Regions from separate parts of the Mus musculus genome. Here regions 1 and 2 are each linked to region 3. A link is a contact called in public HiChIP or PLAC-seq and Micro-C data. All regions are on one chromosome and are shown on one strand. The core of a region is the stretch at or near the end of the contact, and the rest is flanking DNA. Distances in the headings are between cores, read along the strand shown. Region 1 holds the start of Uqcr10 (ubiquinol-cytochrome c reductase, complex III subunit X). Region 2 holds the start of Cabp7 (calcium binding protein 7). Region 3 holds the start of Lif (leukemia inhibitory factor).

Evidence for each region. A called contact is a pair of places that touch in the nucleus more often than the background predicts. HiChIP or PLAC-seq counts read pairs in DNA pulled down with a chosen protein or histone mark.
Region 1: a contact with region 3 is called in an H3K4me3 HiChIP or PLAC-seq map of embryonic stem cells, with 15 read pairs. The contact joins the promoter of Uqcr10 here to the promoter of Lif in region 3. A contact is called at or near these places in 12 of 39 promoter capture datasets (the 3T3-L1 cell line, the HPC-7 cell line, the SN4741 cell line and 7 more), 1 of 15 datasets of contacts at CTCF or cohesin (large pre-B cells), 28 of 484 Hi-C or Micro-C datasets (the AML12 cell line, CD4 T cells, the G1E-ER4 cell line and 21 more), 32 of 115 datasets of contacts at active chromatin or transcription factors (the 230-238 cell line, the SCID.adh cell line, astrocytes and 19 more) and 3 of 9 other capture datasets (adipose tissue, embryonic stem cells and macrophages).
Region 2: a contact with region 3 is called in a Micro-C map of embryonic stem cells, with 2.2 times the contacts expected there. The contact joins the promoter of Cabp7 here to the promoter of Lif in region 3. A contact is called at or near these places in 1 of 39 promoter capture datasets (pre-B cells), 3 of 15 datasets of contacts at CTCF or cohesin (embryonic stem cells, large pre-B cells and pro-B cells), 11 of 484 Hi-C or Micro-C datasets (the AML12 cell line, LSK cells, bone marrow-derived macrophages and 5 more), 13 of 115 datasets of contacts at active chromatin or transcription factors (embryonic forebrain, embryonic stem cells, epiblast stem cells and 5 more) and 2 of 9 other capture datasets (embryonic stem cells and liver).

Annotation. Positions count from the first base shown.
Region 1 is chr11:4,703,092-4,705,791 of GRCm38.p6, forward strand. It overlaps Uqcr10 (ubiquinol-cytochrome c reductase, complex III subunit X), which reads right to left and starts at 1,253. Exons shown (of 2, transcript NM_197979.3): 1 at 1,066-1,253. The coding sequence starts at 1,215. It overlaps Zmat5 (zinc finger, matrin type 5), which reads left to right and starts at 1,565. Exons shown (of 6, transcript NM_026015.3): 1 at 1,565-1,630.
Region 2 is chr11:4,745,757-4,748,456 of GRCm38.p6, forward strand. It overlaps Cabp7 (calcium binding protein 7), which reads right to left and starts at 1,423. Exons shown (of 5, transcript NM_138948.4): 1 at 863-1,423. The coding sequence starts at 971. It overlaps Gm35102 (a long non-coding RNA gene), which reads left to right and starts at 70. Exons shown (of 4, transcript XR_003949631.1): 1 at 70-822; 2 at 1,562-1,729; 3 at 2,016-2,068; 4 at 2,173-2,700.
Region 3 is chr11:4,256,191-4,258,890 of GRCm38.p6, forward strand. Lif (leukemia inhibitory factor) reads left to right here and starts at 1,378. Exons shown (of 4, transcript NM_008501.2): 1 at 1,378-1,498.

The DNA of each region.
Region 1 (2,700 bases), core at 3-2,502, 450 kb after region 3:
GGTCAGAGAGCCCTGAGGGGGCTGGAGAGACGACTCAGTGGCTAAGGGTACTCTGGTTGCTCTTCCAGAGGACCTGCGTCCAGTTCCTAGCACAGATGATGTACATGCAGACACAACATAAGCAAATAAAATTAAAACAACAAAATTTAAAAACAAACCAAAAGAGGTAAGAAAGGAAGGAAGGCAAGAAGGAAGGCCACTCAGTGAAGGAGCTGGTCGGTGGTGGCTCAGGCCTACAATCCCAACACTCAGGTGGCAGAGGCAGGAGGGTGAGTCTAAGGCCAAGCCTTGTCTACCATCTAGCTCCGGGACAGCAATAGCTACACAGAGAAACCCTGTCTCGAGAAAAAGAAACCAGTCGATGAACATGCTGGCCATCAGTAACATACCTTCCCCAATACTCTCACAACCTTTGACATAAAACATGCACAGAGTGTGGGACAGTTAAGTCAAAGAGGGCTCGCCATTTCCTACTTTATATTCATCCCCACATTTTCCCAGGATGCTATCTTTCAGTGGTATCATTAAGTATGAACGGTAGCACCTCATCTGTATCCCAGGATCTTTGATCCACTATGACCTTTATTCAATACCACGGTTAAGTGCTTTAAGTCCAGTATTGCCAGTTAGGGCTTGAGGTTTCATAGTCTTCACGTTTAATCCAAAGAGCCTACGTGGGCGGCCTTCGGAACTGAAACATCAATTTTAAAAGGTCAGCCACATGGTCTAAGGAGACCTACTTTTAACGACTGCCTTGCTGAAATCTGCCCTTGAAACTAGCAAGGACGGCAGGGGTCGGAGTTCCAACTCACCACCGACTTAATGGAGTGGTTCAGACCCGTAAGTCCTCTGATGTCTCAGGAGTCAGGAGTTAGCTTTCGCAAATGAATATGTGGAACTGTGTGACAGGACATACCAATTAGGCCTCGCACCATGTCAAGAGAAATAGATGTATTAACGGGCACAGTTCACCCCAGACCTGGTAAGACTTGATTGAGTTCCGTCCTACCTCCCTCCCAGTCACCCTTCAGGCGGGCCCAAGGTCAGGATGGCCCAGGCCCTCACCCCCTCGTTGATGTGCTCGTAGATCGCGTCTGCGCCCTGATCGAAGGCTCGCTCGAAGAACAGGGCGCCCACTGCGATGGTGAGGGCAAAGGTGGAAGTTCTGCGGAACAGCAAGGAGTACAGGCGCGAAGGGATCGTCGGCGACGACATGTTGCCTCACTGCCGAACTCGCGCCACTGCGCTTGCGTAGAACCCAATGTCTTGCTCCAAAAGTTTCAACGCGCCCTGCTTTATGGGAATTGTAGTTTCTCTGTATCTCAGAGTCGACATTTTGAACCATTAAAGAAACTGATAATGTGCACAGGGTAACAGTTTATTACAATGTTCATATTCCACACAACCAAAATTTGATAAGACTTATTTCTCAGTTTTTCTCCTCAACCATTTCCTGCGTTTGGCTATTTTGAACTACAAGTCCCGAAAGCCCCTTAGCTTACCCATCTTCCCCAGTGCTGTCTCGCCTTCGTATTCCGCCTTCTCGGTACCTTAGGAAGGACTACAAATCCCAGCGAGCAGAGCGCAACGCGAGGACTCAAGAGGAGGAGCCCGGAACCAGGTATCTTTGGTGAGACATCCGCGTCCAAGTTTTAGGCTCTTTTCCCAATCAGAAGAGTAGGCATTTCATTCTAAGTCCGCGCTATCCGCTTTTTCTGGCATGGGGAGTGAATACAGAGGCAGGGAACCTGAGTTTCTGTGGCTGCATCTCGACTCTCTGCCTAACGTCCTTTGAACCTACTCCAGATGTAGGTTTGGGGGTGGCAAAAGTCGGGTCCTGCAGTTCTAACTCTTAAGCCACGTCTCAGGGGGGAAAGTGGCTTTGCACTTGCTTCCTGTTCTCCAGAGCGTAGGCTTTAAAGCCAAGAACCCCGGCTTCGGAGATGGGTGACCTGGTTGTAAAAGGCACCGTACTTTTCTGAGTATCCCCTCGGGGTCTTGAGATGATCCCCAGTAAAAGAAAGGTTCCCAGCTCTCCTGGAGCGCTCTGGCCGTGGTGCGTGGGCGATGGGGAAGCCCAGCACTTCTGGAAACTAATACTTTGTAAAAGAGAAAACCCAAATGCTTGGACGGATTGCTTGCTCTTTAAACCTGAGTAGCCGCTTAATGGAGGACTGAATATATTGTAGCAGGGTAAACAGGATAATGTTTCTAGAGGCAACTGCACTGCTGGGGTGCTTGAGAAAGTGTAGAGTGGCCTCTAATGAGTAGGTGGCCTGAAGTCATCTCTAGTCTGGCCTTGAATCCCGTCCTGGGTAAGGAGTCATTCTTTTCCTAATTGCACTAGGGAGTCACTGAATGGGTTTAAGCTGGAATGCTTTGAGGTCTATTTACATTTTAATGTTATCGTTCTGACTTCTTGCTAGAGCAAAAACTGAAGAGAAGAAATTGCAGAGGTAGGTAATTTAGAGTAGAGAGGTTTAGAATAATGGTCAGATTTGAGATGCATTTTGGTAGGTAGGATAGACAGAGCAAGCTAGCAGAAGTGTGCAAGAAAGGTAGAATTAAGAGGTGGGCTCGGTTGTGGGTGCCTTTAGTCTCAGCACTCCAGATGCAGGTGGGTCTCAGAGTTCAAGACCAGCCTGGTTTACAAATTCCAGGACAACCAGGGCTACACAAAGAAACCCTGTCCTGAAAAAC
Region 2 (2,700 bases), core at 173-2,672, 490 kb after region 3:
ACTCCACTCCATATGGGGCCTCAAGAGGCCTGGGGGGAGGGGAATCTTGAGCACACCCCCGCCCCCAATCTCAGCAGAGAAAAAGCTAGGAAGGCCCCAGGGGTCTCACTGCGCCCCAGGACACTCAATCCAGGAACCCCAGCCTCGGCCTGCTGCTCTGATCTTCAATAGCCAACTGCCTGCGTGCGGTCCCTATTCCCGAAAGGCACGGGGACTAGGGTCGGGGGGAGGTTTAGGTTCCGGCCTCTGCCTTTCCTTCCAGGCTTTTGCTATCGCGACCGAGCCTCCCAATCCGGCCACTTGTTGTCGCCAACGCCTCCCAGCTGCCTCGGCAGCGCACGGGTGGGGGGTCCCTCGCAGGGCCGCAGAAGGGGATGGGGGTAGCCCTGCACCCAGCAAGAGCGGGGCAGTCGCCCTCTCTCCCCTTCTCCCACTGCCGGAGCAGATTGGATTCTCAACGCGACACGAGCGGAATGTCAATAGGAGCGCAGAGCCACGGGCGGGCGCCGCGGAAGGGATCAGGATGCGGACGCTCCGGTGGCGGGCGCGGGGGGCAACAGCTCGGACTCTCCACTTCAGCCCCCGCCGCCTTGCCGCACCGTCACCGCCGGCCACGCGGCCCAGTGACCCCGCTGCGGGGCCCCGCAAGTTTCCGCAGCGCTGGGGGCCACGCGGGCAGGGGCCGGGCTGCTCCTGCGCCGCGGCGACCCCCACCGCGGCGCCCGGGGCCACCCGGCCGTCCCGCCTCCCGCGTAGCCGCTCATCCGAGTCGCGCAGCAGGGTCCCGGGCTCCCCGGGCCAGCGCGGCACCAGGGCGCACAGGTAGGAGGGCTCGTGGCAGGGGTCCCGGCAGGGCACTCACCCTCTAGCTCGTCCTCAGGGATATCCACCGGGCGCTGCTCCGACAGCAGGTTGGGCACGGTGTAGATGCCCCGGTACATCAACGCCGCCGTCACCGGGTGGAACGGCATCTTGGAGGCTCCGCGCCCGCCCGCCCGCCGCAAACTTTGAGGCCGGGGCTCATGGGCCGCCGGCGGCCCCGGGGGCGGCTGGAGCGGGCGGTGCGCGCGGTGCGGCGCGCAGTGGCGGCGGCGAGGCAATGGGCACCCGTCCGGGACCTAGCGCCCCTGCGCCCCGGGCTGTCGGGCCATGCCGCCGGCTCCTTCGTTGGGATCCCGGCCGGGGGCTCGCAGGGATGGCGGGGGCGGCGCCGCTCCGGCCTCTTGGCTCGGACCGCTGCGCGCTGCGCTCCCTCCGCGCGCTCCGCGTTGCTCGCCGCCCGCTCGTCCGCTCGCTGGTGCGGCTGCCCGACCCGCCGCTCCGGCTCCCGCCGCTGCCGCCACCGCCGCCGCCGCCACCGCCGCCGCCGCCACCGCCGCCGCCGCCGCCGCCTGCACTCCTCACTCGCTCGCTCGCTTGCTCTGTGCGGCGCTCGCCGCGCTCCCGCCTCCCCCGCCCGCCCCTCCCGCCCCCGCCCCTTCCCGCTGCCGGCCCCTGAGCGGCCACCCCAAGCCCTCCCGGGCGCCTTCTCTGGTTCTCCCCGACTCTGCTTTTCCCCCAGTCTGCTTCGGATTGCTGTCTCCCGCACCCCACGTTAGCAGCCAGCAGGACCCGGGTGGTGTGGACCAGGGGTGGAGCCGTTCCTTGTACCCCCTATCCCACCTGCCTCCACTAACCCTCCCCCAGCGAGAGCGGAGAGCTGAGAACTAACGACTAGAGACCCAGAAAGGTGAGGTTGCTCCAGGCGCGAGGGTCCTCAGGACCAGTAATCCTCAAGTTGGTGCCAGGAGAGGCTCCAAGGTGGGGAAACTGAGGCTTAGAAAAGGACATTGGCCAAGGTCACCAGGCAGGGCCAGCAGGCAGAGGCCAAGCACAGATCTGCAGGAGACTCCGCTGGCCTGTGGCTGACACCAGCAGTTGACTTGATCCCACAAAGGGCTGTTGTCCTGGCTCCTTCCTGAGCCCTTGCCTCTCAGTTTGCAGAGCAGGAGCCAAGGTCTGTCTCATGTCCCCAGGGGCCATGAGGAGGAGGCAGACGACCCAGAGCCTGTTGGTCACATGGCTGCAGGTTAGACCTTCCTCCGGTCCTTAGCATGTGTTCTATGGGGGTGGGGGTAGGTGTCTGGAGGGGGGGGCAGCATGTGCATGCGTTTCTCTTCATCTTTCGTTCAGGACACTGTGAAGATACGTTTTCAAACCCACTTGCAGATGAGAGTGTTTGAACTGTGCACGGCCACCTACATGTGAGCTGTGAGCTGGCAGCGAAGGGCAGAAGCCCGGAAGCAGGTGTGGGCAGGTGCGAAGGCCCTTGGGCTGGGAGTGCTATGCGTATCCGAGCACAGATGTGTGTGTCTCCGTGTACAATTATGGGATCTGGTGAGCCCCTGGCCTGGGTGGGCCTCAGCTGGCCTCAGTCTCATTCCTGGAACCCTCATCTGAACTATCTCCCTGCCCCCTTGGGTCCAATCAGCCAAAGGCCCCAGCAGGAAAGCTGATTGCCACAGCCTGGCCATGCCCTTCCCTGGCTGATTACATTTTTCTGCTTGTTTCTGCTTTTGTCGCTGATTAATCATAGCCCTGTCTTGGCGCCGGGAGAGAGGGGCTCAGTGAGAGACAACACCCCCAGCCACCCTGGGCCAAGGCAGGCCTGAACCTTTAGGACTTGTCTAGGGCTCTGGGTTTCTCATAGGCATGTGAAAC
Region 3 (2,700 bases), core at 128-2,627:
CCACAGAGCCATCTGCTAACCGCTGTCCCAGGTTGTTGTTGTTGTTATTACTGTTTTCTGAGACAGAGTTTCTCCTCTGGCTGTCCTGGAACTCACTCTGTAGACCAGGCTGGCCTTGAACACAGAGATCCACCTACCTGCCTCTGCTTCCTGAGTGCTGGGATTAAAGGTGTGCGCCACCGCCCAGCCCCAGTTTTAAAATGACTTTATGTGTGCAGTGTTTCACCTGGTCCTGGTGTCCTGGGCCCTACAGAGGTTAAAGGGGAGTACTGTTCACCAAGACATTTCTGCACTCCACCCCTTCATCCCAACTTTAGCGTGATTATTTTTCTCTTCAGTGAGAGACGAAGACCTTACAGGTGAAAAGATTGTGACCTCTGCCCTTATCTTACTCATAGGCCAAGCCTCAGTTTTGCCTCTGCACTGTGTGTTGTTGGAGCCCACTTCCCTAAAACAGGGTTTCCTGGGAAAAGTGTAGGACTAATATTGCTCTAGGCAGGTTTGAAAACTGTCAACAGTCCCTCCTTCTCTCCCTCTCTTTATACTTTACTCTCCTCCCCCCTTTCCCTTCCCTCCCTCCCTCCCTTCCTCCCTTCCTCCCTCTCTCCTTCTCTCAGTCCCTTCCTTAATCCCTTCTTGATTGCTTTTTTTTCTTTTTTCTTTTCTGTATCTCTCCTCTCTTAGTCCCTGTCCCCAACCATCTTCTGGCCGTCCATGGCAAGCCTGCCCAGGCAGTCTACAGAACTCCTTGTAGCACCAAGAAAAAGGTCACAGTCCACAGAGAATCAAGAGGCCCTCAGCAGCACAGGCAACAAAGTTCCTTGCTTCCCGGAGTATTCCCAAGGGCAGGGCTTGTCCAGGGAGGGACGAAGGTCCCACAGCAGGTGGGGCCCTGAAGCCTGGGGCTGATTGCAGATCAGAAGGGCCAGGTAGCTCCCCGGGTTATGAGGTGGGGGCTGGGACAGGGGCAGCTATAGGCCTGTGGCTCTTGGGACAGAGACAGAGGATGGTAGCTGTGCACACAGCCTGTGGCAGGTCTGAGTCAAAACACCTAAGGTTGACCCCAGCTGGTCATGAGGAGAGCTGCCCAGTCATTGCCTTATGCTGGCTTGGGTCACCCAGACAGGCTAGGCGCGGCCCAGTCAGCTGTGACTCAGGCCATAGTGGCTTTGCCACGCAGCCCAGGGGCATCAAGTACAGGGACGCCCCCTCCCCACACCCAGCCCTGCTTCTCCTTCTAACAACACCTTTCCCACCACCGTGTCAGGCTCCATCTGTGGTGTGGGTGCTCTACCTCTCTGGTCCTCAGCTTGGGGGTGGGGTGGAAGTGGGGGGAGCCTCAGGCCACCAACTTCAGACGGAAGTCAGGTGGGGGGCAGGGTGAGGAGCCAACGCCAGAGGAGCCTCAGGAGGAGAGGGAAGCAGAGGGGCCCAACAACGATGGTGTCACCCTGAAGACTGGACAACTGTGCAGACTGTGGAGGGCTGCGAGACCACGGTAGGATTCCCTTGAGGGGGCAGGGCGGAGGGGCACTGCTGCACCCCACACTTATCCCCAGGAGGGTAGATGGTCCATCAGTTGCTCCCCTGTGGATCAGGGGCACCTGCTGGCCCACACAACCCTCCAGCATTCGCTCTCCCTGTCTGTAATGGATGCATTGTAAGTCAGGCTTGGAAGTCTCTCTTGGAGGATGGCCAAGCAAAGCTGGAGAGACCAGCTGTGGAAGTGTCCCGTGGGTTAAAGTTCACAGGATGGGTAAAGGGCAGTGGAGAGAGCACATGGATTCCAGGCTTGCATTGTGCCATCGTGGTAGGGTCAGCCTGATTCTAAAGGCAGTCATGATTTCTGCATCCCCAGGGGACTCAAATCCCTTTTCTTTTTCTAGAGTTCTGAGCTTGCAGAGGCCTCATTTACCCTCCGGTAGATGGAGCAGTGGAGGGCCGTCCCTGTCCATTCAAAATGGGCTGCAGCAGTCCACGGGGACCATCATGGGTGCTCTGGGGAACTTGATCAGCCAAGGTCATTACTCCTCTGCCTTTGACCTTGGGCCAGATCGGAGCTTGGCCGGTCTTCGTCCCCCCCGCATCCGAGCTCCAGGACAGTGACAAAGAGAGAAAAACAAAAACCAAGTCTGTGCAAGAGCCCCCTGCGTTGGGTGCTTGGCATCCAAAATTCCAAGAGGCTCTTACCTCTAATTTGTCAGTGTTCCTCCAAACCTGCTAGGGGGCTGACAAAAGGAGGGGACATTGTTCCCAGGATCCTGTCCATGTCATGCCATGCCGGGACAGGACAGTAAGGGGAGCCTGGGACTAGTCTGTACAACCAAGTGGTTTAGTTTGCTTTGATTCTTGCCTCTTGCTGTGTGAATTTGGGCAGTTCATTTTCCTTCTCTGGGTCACCGTGGCCCCCTGCGAAGTTGACAGTCTGATCCCCACCTGGAAGAACTGTCAGGACAAGGTGGGAGCAGGTAGCAGGACCAGGAAAAGGCCACTGCCCCCTCCCCCAGAGCCATGGCAAGGCTGTGCCCCATTGACCACTGAATGTGGTTCTGGCACCTCCTTGTGGCCAGTCTTTTGGGCTACACCTTGCAGATATTAGGACAAAGCTCTGGAAGCCCCCAAGAGGAGCCTTCTTCCCTTGTGTTGGTGAATGGCCTCTGCCCACCCCCATCCTGCACCCCAGACACCCACTCACTTCCT